Regions from separate parts of the Mus musculus genome. Here region 1 is linked to region 2. The links are chromatin contacts, called in public promoter capture Hi-C maps. All regions are on one chromosome and are shown on one strand. Each heading gives the region's core, a stretch centred on a gene start, on an enhancer-like site or on the middle of the called end of the contact. The rest is flanking DNA. Distances are from core to core; before and after follow the strand shown. Region 1 holds the start of Cdhr5 (cadherin-related family member 5). Region 2 holds the start of Gatd1 (glutamine amidotransferase like class 1 domain containing 1).

What was found. Capture Hi-C pulls out chosen DNA fragments and counts their contacts.
Region 1: a promoter capture Hi-C map of liver shows a contact between it and region 2. The contact joins the promoter of Cdhr5 here to the promoter of Gatd1 in region 2. A contact is called at or near these places in 21 of 39 promoter capture datasets (the 3T3-L1 cell line, 3T3-L1-derived adipocytes, the C10 cell line and 14 more), 1 of 15 datasets of contacts at CTCF or cohesin (pro-B cells), 11 of 484 Hi-C or Micro-C datasets (the Ba/F3 cell line, the G1E-ER4 cell line, the HL-1 cell line and 7 more), 8 of 115 datasets of contacts at active chromatin or transcription factors (the HPC-7 cell line, the SCID.adh cell line, bone marrow-derived macrophages and 5 more) and 4 of 9 other capture datasets (adipose tissue, embryonic stem cells, liver and 1 more).

Annotation. Positions count from the first base shown.
Region 1 is chr7:141,275,388-141,279,786 of GRCm38.p6, reverse strand. Cdhr5 (cadherin-related family member 5) reads left to right here and starts at 3,001. Exons shown (of 15, transcript NM_001114322.1): 1 at 3,001-3,162; 2 at 3,241-3,416; 3 at 3,749-3,799. The coding sequence starts at 3,069. Sct (secretin) reads left to right here and starts at 654. Exons shown (of 4, transcript NM_011328.3): 1 at 654-771; 2 at 853-954; 3 at 1,065-1,169; 4 at 1,266-1,458. The coding sequence starts at 689. The coding sequence ends at 1,377.
Region 2 is chr7:141,412,171-141,416,474 of GRCm38.p6, reverse strand. It overlaps Gatd1 (glutamine amidotransferase like class 1 domain containing 1), which reads left to right and starts at 2,350. Exons shown (of 8, transcript NM_172116.4): 1 at 2,350-2,473. The coding sequence starts at 2,410.

The sequences.
Region 1 (4,399 bases), core at 1,752-4,251, 140 kb after region 2:
TCCATAGCTCCCCGCCCCAACTCCTTTACAACCTCTACCCACCTGCGTTTCTTTTATTCTAACCTATCTCCATTTTCTGCTACCAATTCAAATAAACTGTCTCCTTCCATCCAAAAATGCAACCCCAGGCCTACGAGGATTCCCATTTTGTTTCTGGTGCTGAGCTGCCCTTAAGGTGGTTATCTGCAGTAGTCTACCCTGCCCTGGCTTCAGCAGGAGCGCTAGGACACTGGTCTTCCTTTCCTCTCAGTCGTCTGCCTGCCCTAGGCTCCTCAAGACACCTACAGCTCCTTCCAGACAAGAGTGCGGCAAGGTCTTGGTCTAGGCTAGGCTCCAAGATGAGTTGAGGTCTCACAGTGCGGTTCGCTCTGCCCGTCCTGAACTGCCACCCCTATTTTCTATCCCTGGACACAGATGAAGATGTCCATTTCGCTACTTGGTAGCACTACTCCTCTAATCTCCCCCCCCAAGGCAGTTGAGGGGCGCCAACACGGCGGTAGGGACAGGAGGTGGCCGGACGACAGCTGGGTGGGCGGCCCTGACCTTCCTGCAATCAATGAGGCGGGGCCGGCCGCGCGGAGCCGGGGCGGTGCTGGAGCCCACCGCCGCCGGCGGTCCCGGCAGCTATAAAGCGGTGGCGCGGGGCTCAGGCTGAAGTTGCAGCATTTGTCACACCCAGAGCCCGACCATGGAGCCTCCGCTGCCCACGCCGATGCTACTGCTGTTGCTGCTGCTGCTCTCCAGTTCCGCCGCGCTCCCTGCACCTCCCAGGTGAGCAGGGTTGGGAATCCGTTTCATCCCGGCCACGCCCACACTTCAATTTCTGACCCTTATGGCTTCACCCCTCCCCAGGACCCCAAGACACTCAGACGGAATGTTCACCAGCGAGCTCAGCCGCTTGCAGGACAGTGCCAGGCTGCAGCGCCTGCTGCAGGGTCTGGTGGGGAAGCGCAGGTGAGCCCGCGCTAGGTAGAATTTTCCAGACTGGCTAGTATGGGACAGGCCCGCCACATCCCTGTACACCACTAATTCTACTTTGGGCGTGGGGGTGGGGGTGGGGTCAGCGAGCAGGACACAGAAAATATCCCAGAGAACAGCCTGGCCCGGTCCAAGCCCTTAGAGGACCAGCTCTGCTTGCTGTGGTCGAACACTCAGACCCTACAGGACTGGTGAGTTTTCCATCCTCAGCTGGATTCCTAAAGTGCCCCAGCCAGGTGGGTACCCGCACTCTGATGGTCACTCACTAGTCCCCTCTCCTTCCACAGGCTTCTGCCCAGGCTGTCCCTGGATGGGTCCCTGTCTCTCTGGCTGCCTCCTGGACCAAGGTCTGCTGTTGATCGTTCAGAGTGGACTGAAACAACCAGGCCACCCAGATGAGGGAGGAAGAGTCTCTAGGACCCTGGCTGGAGTAGGGATTGGTTGTCCTTGGCATCAATAAAAAAGGAATTTAGACCCTGGTCTTTTAGCTCATGGTGTGTGATGTCTGATAAAATGAAGGCCGCCTCTGCTCCGAGAGCCTGGAAGGCGTGGACAGATCCAGCCATCTCATTCAGTGGCTAGGACCACACCCAGCTGCCCTTTGAACCCAAGAAGCCAGCTAGGACATTTCTTATCTCTGGCATCAGCTGAACCCCTCTTTTCCCAGCTGAATTCCCTAGAGTGCCACCTTGCCCTGTGGTCCATTTAGCAAAATTTCTAGGGATCAGGGACTCCCCACCCTGGTCCAGCCATGTGGCCAGGGTAAATGAAGTGGTGAGGAGGAGGCTCAGGCGGGGTCATAGGGGTCCGCTTATGAGTGGGAGGACCTGAGTACATCCTGGCTCTAACATGTCTAGGCCTGAGGCCTGACGGTGATGTCATCTCCCAGTAGGCAGCTGTAGGACCAGTGAAGGGTTGTGAGACAGTGCTCAGTCTTTGCAGAGGCTTGGAGCCTCGGGAAGGTTTTCAGACACCTAAAGCAGCCAGCCCTGCAAAGGCCCACAGTAGTGAGAGCTGTGCAGGCCCTTTCAACAGAACACCCCCTACGACCCTCCTGATCCCACCCAGGGCCTTCTTCCTATCTCTGAGAGCTTACAGGCAAAAGGAGAGGAAGCATATCTAATGGAGGCCTGGGCTGTGTCCTCACCAGGATTCCTGTCTTCCATCAGATACTGGCTCCCCAAACCCCAGCTCCTAGCTGTGGCTGAAAGGTTCTATCTGCATCCTAACACCAACCAAGGCTCTGCCAGGCCCTACCCTGGGGGAACTGCTGTGTTTCTCATACAGCAGGAGCATACTGGGACACAGCCATTTCCCTTGGGAGTGGACGAGGGAAGGGAAGGGAGACGACATGACATAGCTCCAGGGATTTTGCTAGAGAACACTGAGGAGAAAGAGACAAGATGAGGGACACCCCAATGAGGGCTACAGTAGACCCAATGGCTCAGCCTGTTCTTGCTCCCAGCTCCCCACAGCCCTGCCCCCATTCCCCACAGCCCTGCCCCAGCTCTCCATAGCCCTGCCCCAGCTCCCCACAGCCCTGCCCCAGCTCCCCAGACCCATGGTTCCATCCCACAGGCCTGCTTCAGCCCCCAGCCCTGACTCAGCTCCCTACAGCCCTGCCCCAGTTCCCCACAGCCCTGCCCCAGCTCTCCATAGCCCTGCCCCAGCTCTCCATAGCCCTGCCCCAGCTCCCCATAGCCCTGCCCCAGCTCCCCAGACCCATGGTTCCATCCCACAGGCCTGCTTCAGCCCCCAGCCCTGACTCAGCCTCCTTAGATCTATGGCCCCAGAGCCTTGCCCTGGCTCCCCACACCTATTCTCCACTCCTCCTTGTTCTCAAGCTTCATACACCTTATGTGTAGTTCCCGTGGGTTGAGTCTCCAGCTAACTTCCTGGAAGTCCAGGCCGAAATATGACCTCATGTCCCCTGTTAGTGCCGGCCAGCGGGAGTCCCCTTGATAGAGGCCATCTGTAAAGGGTCATAAAATGAGGCGGTGCCTGGCAGGGGCGAAGGTCGCCAAGGCAGGAATTGTACCAGCCCTGGAACCAAGCAAGCTGGATCCTTCTTCCAGGTGACAGCTGCCGCCATGGGGGCTCCGGCCCTCCTGTGGCCTTCCCTGCTGTTGCCATGGCTCACAGTGCTGTTTGGCCAACCTCCGGGGACCTTGGCCCAGACCCAGGGTATGTGTCGGGCAGGGGCAGGACAGGTGGGTGGCAGAGCTCTGATGAGGAACCAACTTCTTCTTTCCAACTTTCTAGTCTGCTCTGTGAACCAGACCATATTTAGAGTCGAGGAGAACACCACTGTTTCTGAGCCACTGGTGAACATTTTTGTCCCAGACGGCCTGCACGTGACCTTGGGACCCTTGTCCACTCCTTATGCCTTTAGGATCGAAGGAAAAGATCTGTTTCTCAACGTGACTCCAGATTATGAGGTACAGTCTGTAGGCTGGATGGAATGTGCCTTCATGGAGACATACATGGGCGGGCCTCCTAACCTGGGGAAGATTCAGGGAAGGAGGGGCTGAGGGTTCTCTATCCCCCTGAGTGAGGAACCCTTCAGGCCCTGTGGTCGGTTGGTTGGTACTGAGGGGGAGGGCCGTAGGGGACAAAGCTGCCAAATGCCCCCCCCCACACACCCAGGATTTCCCACAGATGACTGGGGCGCTGGAGCGGTACCTGCTCTCCTAGCCGTACTCTCCCGTTCTAGAGCAGCATAGCTCCTTATGTGGCAAGTGACTCATAGGGCCCCTGGCTTCATCCTTAGGAAAACTCATTGCTCCAGGCAGATGTGGAGTGTAAGAGAGGAGATGCGGTGGTAAGTTAACCCCAGTACCTGATCACCTCTGCCTTCTGTCAGAGTACCCCAAGGCCATTCCCCCATGACCTCAGCTCTCTCCTGGCCACTCCCACGCTTGCTTCTTTCAGCCTAGACTTCCCTGAGCTCCAGACTCAAAGTCAGCTAACTTAGAGCTGTGGATTAAGTCAATACCCTGAGGCCCTAAGTCTGCCTCTCATCCCTCACCTGCCAGCCACTTAGGCCCCTTTTGAGGTCACCCCACCCCAGGTACATTGTTGGGATTGTCGGTTGTGCCTCAGTTAGAGTCAGCCCTACTCTTCCTACCTCTAGTCCCACGGGGCCTTGGGCAGCAGGTCTCCTTTCTGACCCTGCCGCAGATCCATTTGCTCTCCGTGCCCTTGGTCCTTCTCTATTCCTTCCCCCACATAGTGAATCCCTAGAGAGTCATAACCACAACCCCAGACAGCCTCACACAGAAACTTCTACGTTTCTTACCGGACTCCAAAGCTAAATGCACAGGTGGGTGGGTGAGGCAGGCTAGGGCATGCAGACACTGATCTGGTATGCAAATTCATTTTGATGCTTAACCCTCCTACGTTATGCTGCCCCGCTACCCTA
Region 2 (4,304 bases), core at 1,101-3,600:
TGAATGCTGAACACCATATGGGTCATGGGCATTCCCATAGGCTCTGCTGGACACCAGACATTGTGCTCACTTGCAAGCATGCCACTGTGGACATAGGTCATAGAATTACTCAAGTAAGCATCCCCCAGCTATGTGACTCACATGTCTGTCAGGCGAGGTACACACAGTAGCTAGAGCTGGGTGGTGGTAGGCAGGACACGCCTTTAATCCTAGCACTCACAGGGAGATCTCTGTTAGGAGCCAGCCTGATCTACAGAGTGAGTGAGTTCCAGGACAGCCAGGGCTACACACAGAAACCCTAGCTCAGAAAAAATAAATGAACAAACAAAAACAAAAGCAAAGAAAGGTAGCTAAAAAAAGTCAGCAAGCAGTATTCCTCCATGGTCTCAATCTCTACTTCAGTTCCTGCCCTGACTTCCCTCAGGACTGGAACCTGTTAAAGAAATATCAAGTATCAGTCTTTTTTTTAAAGATTTATTTATTTATTTATTATATGTAAGTACACTGTAGCTGTCTTCAGACACCCCAGAAGAGTGCATCAGATCTCATTACGGATGGTTGTGAGCAACCATGTGGTTGCTGGGATTTGAACTCAGAACCTTTGGAAGAGCAGTCAGTGCTCTTAACTGCTGAGTCATCTCTCCAGGCCCCCCCACCCCTTTTTTAAAGACAGGATTTCTCTGGGTAGCCCTGGTTGTCCTGGAACTCCCTTTGTAGACCAGGCTGGCCTTGAACTCAGAGATCCACCTGCCCTGTCTCTGAGTGCTGGGATTAAAGGCACAGGCTACTACACCCAGCAAATATTAGTCTTTTCTATCAAAATATTATAAAACCTGTGTTTAGAATGAAGAGTCCAAGCCGGGCGTGGTGGCGCACGCCTTTAATCCCAGCACTCAGGAGGCAGAGGCAGGCAGATTTCTGAGTTCGAGGCCAGCCTGGTCTACAAAGTGAGTTCCAGGACAGCCAGGACTACACAGAGAAACCCTGTCTCAAAAACACAAAAAAAAAAAAAAAAAAAAAAGAATGAAGAATCCAAATATTTTTATCTCCTTCACCTTGTAAGACTTTTATGCAAATGTTTAATCCTTTCCACCTAGTAAAAGCTTTGTTTACCCAAAGGTGTATTTCTCTATACTAGCCTGGAACAGTGATTCTCCTTCAGTCAGGGACTGCTTTCCCCTCCTCCATTTCTTGTATGTTGAGTCTTTCCCGACTAGTTAATAAGATTGTGAGGTCGGACTCCAGTCAGTGGGCAAAAGAAACAGCCACCACCTGAGTTAAAACAAAATCAAATGCTCTTCCTGTCTTGGGGTGCTGTTCACCATTTTCTCCAGCACACTCTTCCTCAAGGGTAAAATTTGCCCTGTCTATACATTTCCCTGGAATGGTAGTCTCTTTACAAAATTATATCTAATACCTGGGCGTTGAATTCAATATAAATACTTTTCTCCACAAGACTCAAGCTTACTGCTGGCTCTGCCACTTCTGGTGCCTTAATGTTACTCTGGAGGCAGCACAAAGGTGGAACTGTGTGAGTATGTGGACACTAGCCAATCTGACCCCTTCAATTTCAGGGTTTCATGTCAATAGATGGGGATTTAATAAGGATGGCTAGTCAAGCTTGTGGCTTGTGAATCTTCAAAAGTCGCCACTCAGACAACACACAATCCTGGGCTCCAGGTTCCTTTTCCTAAGCCCCAGCAGGAGTCCCACAGAAGTAAATCGCTTTAGATACAGGTTGGCCTCCCCAATCTGGTCTTTTCCTCAGGAAACTCAACAGAACCTCCAGAGGCGTCCACAGCTCAGGAAGTGACATTCCATCCTCTATAGGAACATACAAAACTCAACCGACCCAGGTATCTTCTGGATCTTCACAAACCGGCAGAGGAAGACCCGCCCACATACGACCCAACTCTGTGCCCCTCACCCTGTCCGCCCGACCGGTCATCGCTCCCTGACACACTTAGCCAGGCTCAACTTTCGGGCAAAGGCCCAAGGCGTAGTAGCTCTGTGGTAGACTCGGACTCGGAAACATCTACCCGGCCCACTGGGTTTAATTGATGTGCCCTAGGGCCACAAGTCTGTACCGGTGGCTTCCAATCAGGAAACGACCACTCAGGGACCCAGGGCGTATCCTCCCCCGCCTCCGCCTCCAACCCCCGCCCCGCTCCGCCCCGCTCCGCCCCCGCTCAGTCCCCGCCCCTCGCATGCTTGCCACTCAACCACTACCCCATGCGCATGCGCAAACTGCCCCCATCTTCACTCAATTTCCGCGTTGTTTCTCCCACCCCACCTTGCACCCTGCCGGCGAGCCCCGCCCTTCGTGCCTCACGCATGCGCATTCCGCTCTCTGCAGGCGAGCCCCGCCCCGCCCCATCCCTCGCACAAATATCCGCCTGGGCTGTAGCCATGGCGTCCGAGCGGCTGCCAAGCAGGCCTGCGTGTCTCCTGGTGGCCAGCGGCGCTTCCGAAGGTGAGGCGCGCAGGGCAGCTGTGTAGCTCACTGGCCTGCAGTCCTGACTCTGGGCAAACGTTTGTGTTTGTGGAGTTGAGATTCTGGGACCCTGCATCTGTTTCTCTGGCGCAGGCCTACTATGTTGTCTGCGCTGGCAGACAGGGACGGTCAGCGGCTGCAGAGATGACCCTGCCCCCGAGTGAGCCGCAGGGGCTTGGTACTCTCTCTGCCCGTGTTTTCTGCCTCTCTGTTACCCCCTATCTTGGGTTTATCTTCGTGCACCTCCAGGAAGCGATCCTGAAAGAGGTTGCTCGAAAGAGCTGCATAAAAGGGACCCTCACGCAGAAGGGGTCTGTTGGCTTCATGTTCCAACTGCCCGGTGTGTGTCAGGGGCGCTGGGCAGATGATTACTTCACGGGTCCTTAGGGAACCGACTGGCCCGAGATAGTCTCTGTGGGGAGGTGGAGCCCAGGGCTGCGGCCCGGGGTTTCCCTCTGGATTCCTATAGACCTCTGCAAGTGGGTGTGAGCGCGAGGGTACGTCGGGATCTTGGACTGATGAATTTCTGGGTTCCACACTGAAGCGTCCCAGGTGAGGGTGGGAGGGGCCTGAGGGTGCTGCTCCTCCCTGGAATAGAGGTAAAAGAGAATCTACAGCAGCTCCTAGGTAGGCCTTCCTTGAGAGTCGGAAAGTGAGGGATTGAGAAGCTAAAAATTATCTTTAATCCCAGCACTCAGGAGGCAGAGGCAGATGGATCTCCAGGAGTTTGAGCCCGTCTGGAACTTATATAGCAAGTTCCAGGCTAGCAGGAGTACACAGTGAGGTCTGACTCAAAATATTAACCAAAACAAAATCCACAAGCCAAAAGCCTAGTGTCAGAGTTGGAGGCAGGAGGATAGAGAGGGCAATGGCTACATGAGATGCTGTCTTTAAAAAAATGCTAGGGGGCTGGTGAGAAGGCTCAGCGGATAAGAACACTGACTGCTCTTCCGAAGGTCCTGAGTTCAAATCCCAACAACCTCACAACCATCCTTAACAAGATCTGACTCCCTCTTCTGGAGTGTCTTAAGACCCACAGGGTGTCTTAAGACCAGGATGGGAGAGAGCAACCATTTGGTCTGAAGACAGCTACAATGTACTTATTTATAATAACAAATAAACCTTTGGACTGGAGTGAGCAGAGGTCCTAAATTCAATTCTCAACAACCAGATGAAGGCTCACAACCATCTGTACAGCTTCAGTGTGTACTCATATACATAAAGTAAATAAATAAATCTTTTAAAAAGTGCTAGGATCAAAGGTGTGCATAAAGGTGTGCATTACCACACCTGGGGGCTAGAGTCTTTTGAATTAGGCAAGCTTCGTTCCTTTTTGAAGGACTTTTTTGTTGTTGTTGGTTTTTTTGAGACAGGGTTTCTCTGTGTAGCCCTGGCTGTCCTGGAACTCACTCTGTAGACCAGGCTGGCCTTGAACTCAGAAATCTGCCTGCCTCTGCCTCTGAGTGCTGGGATTAAAGGTGTGTGCCACTTTTGATGGGCAGAAGAGGGCTGAGAATACCATGGTGGGGCAGAATCTTACCCATGTCCTGGGTGTGGGAGTGCCCCAGACACCACTCTCCTCTCCTGCTGCGTTTACCTCTGTGACATGTTCACTGCTGCTCTTCCCAGGTTATGGGGACCTTGGATCCTGGTGGATCTCTAAGGGGATGCACCAGACATTTACCTGTTTGGAAGTACCTATAGTGGGAAAGGGTAGGATGCAGCCAAGGGTGTAATGGTGTTGGTGGACAGTTAAGGTGACCTGGGGGCCTGAAGGTAGAGTTATTAGGTCAAGTGGAGAGCCTGTCCA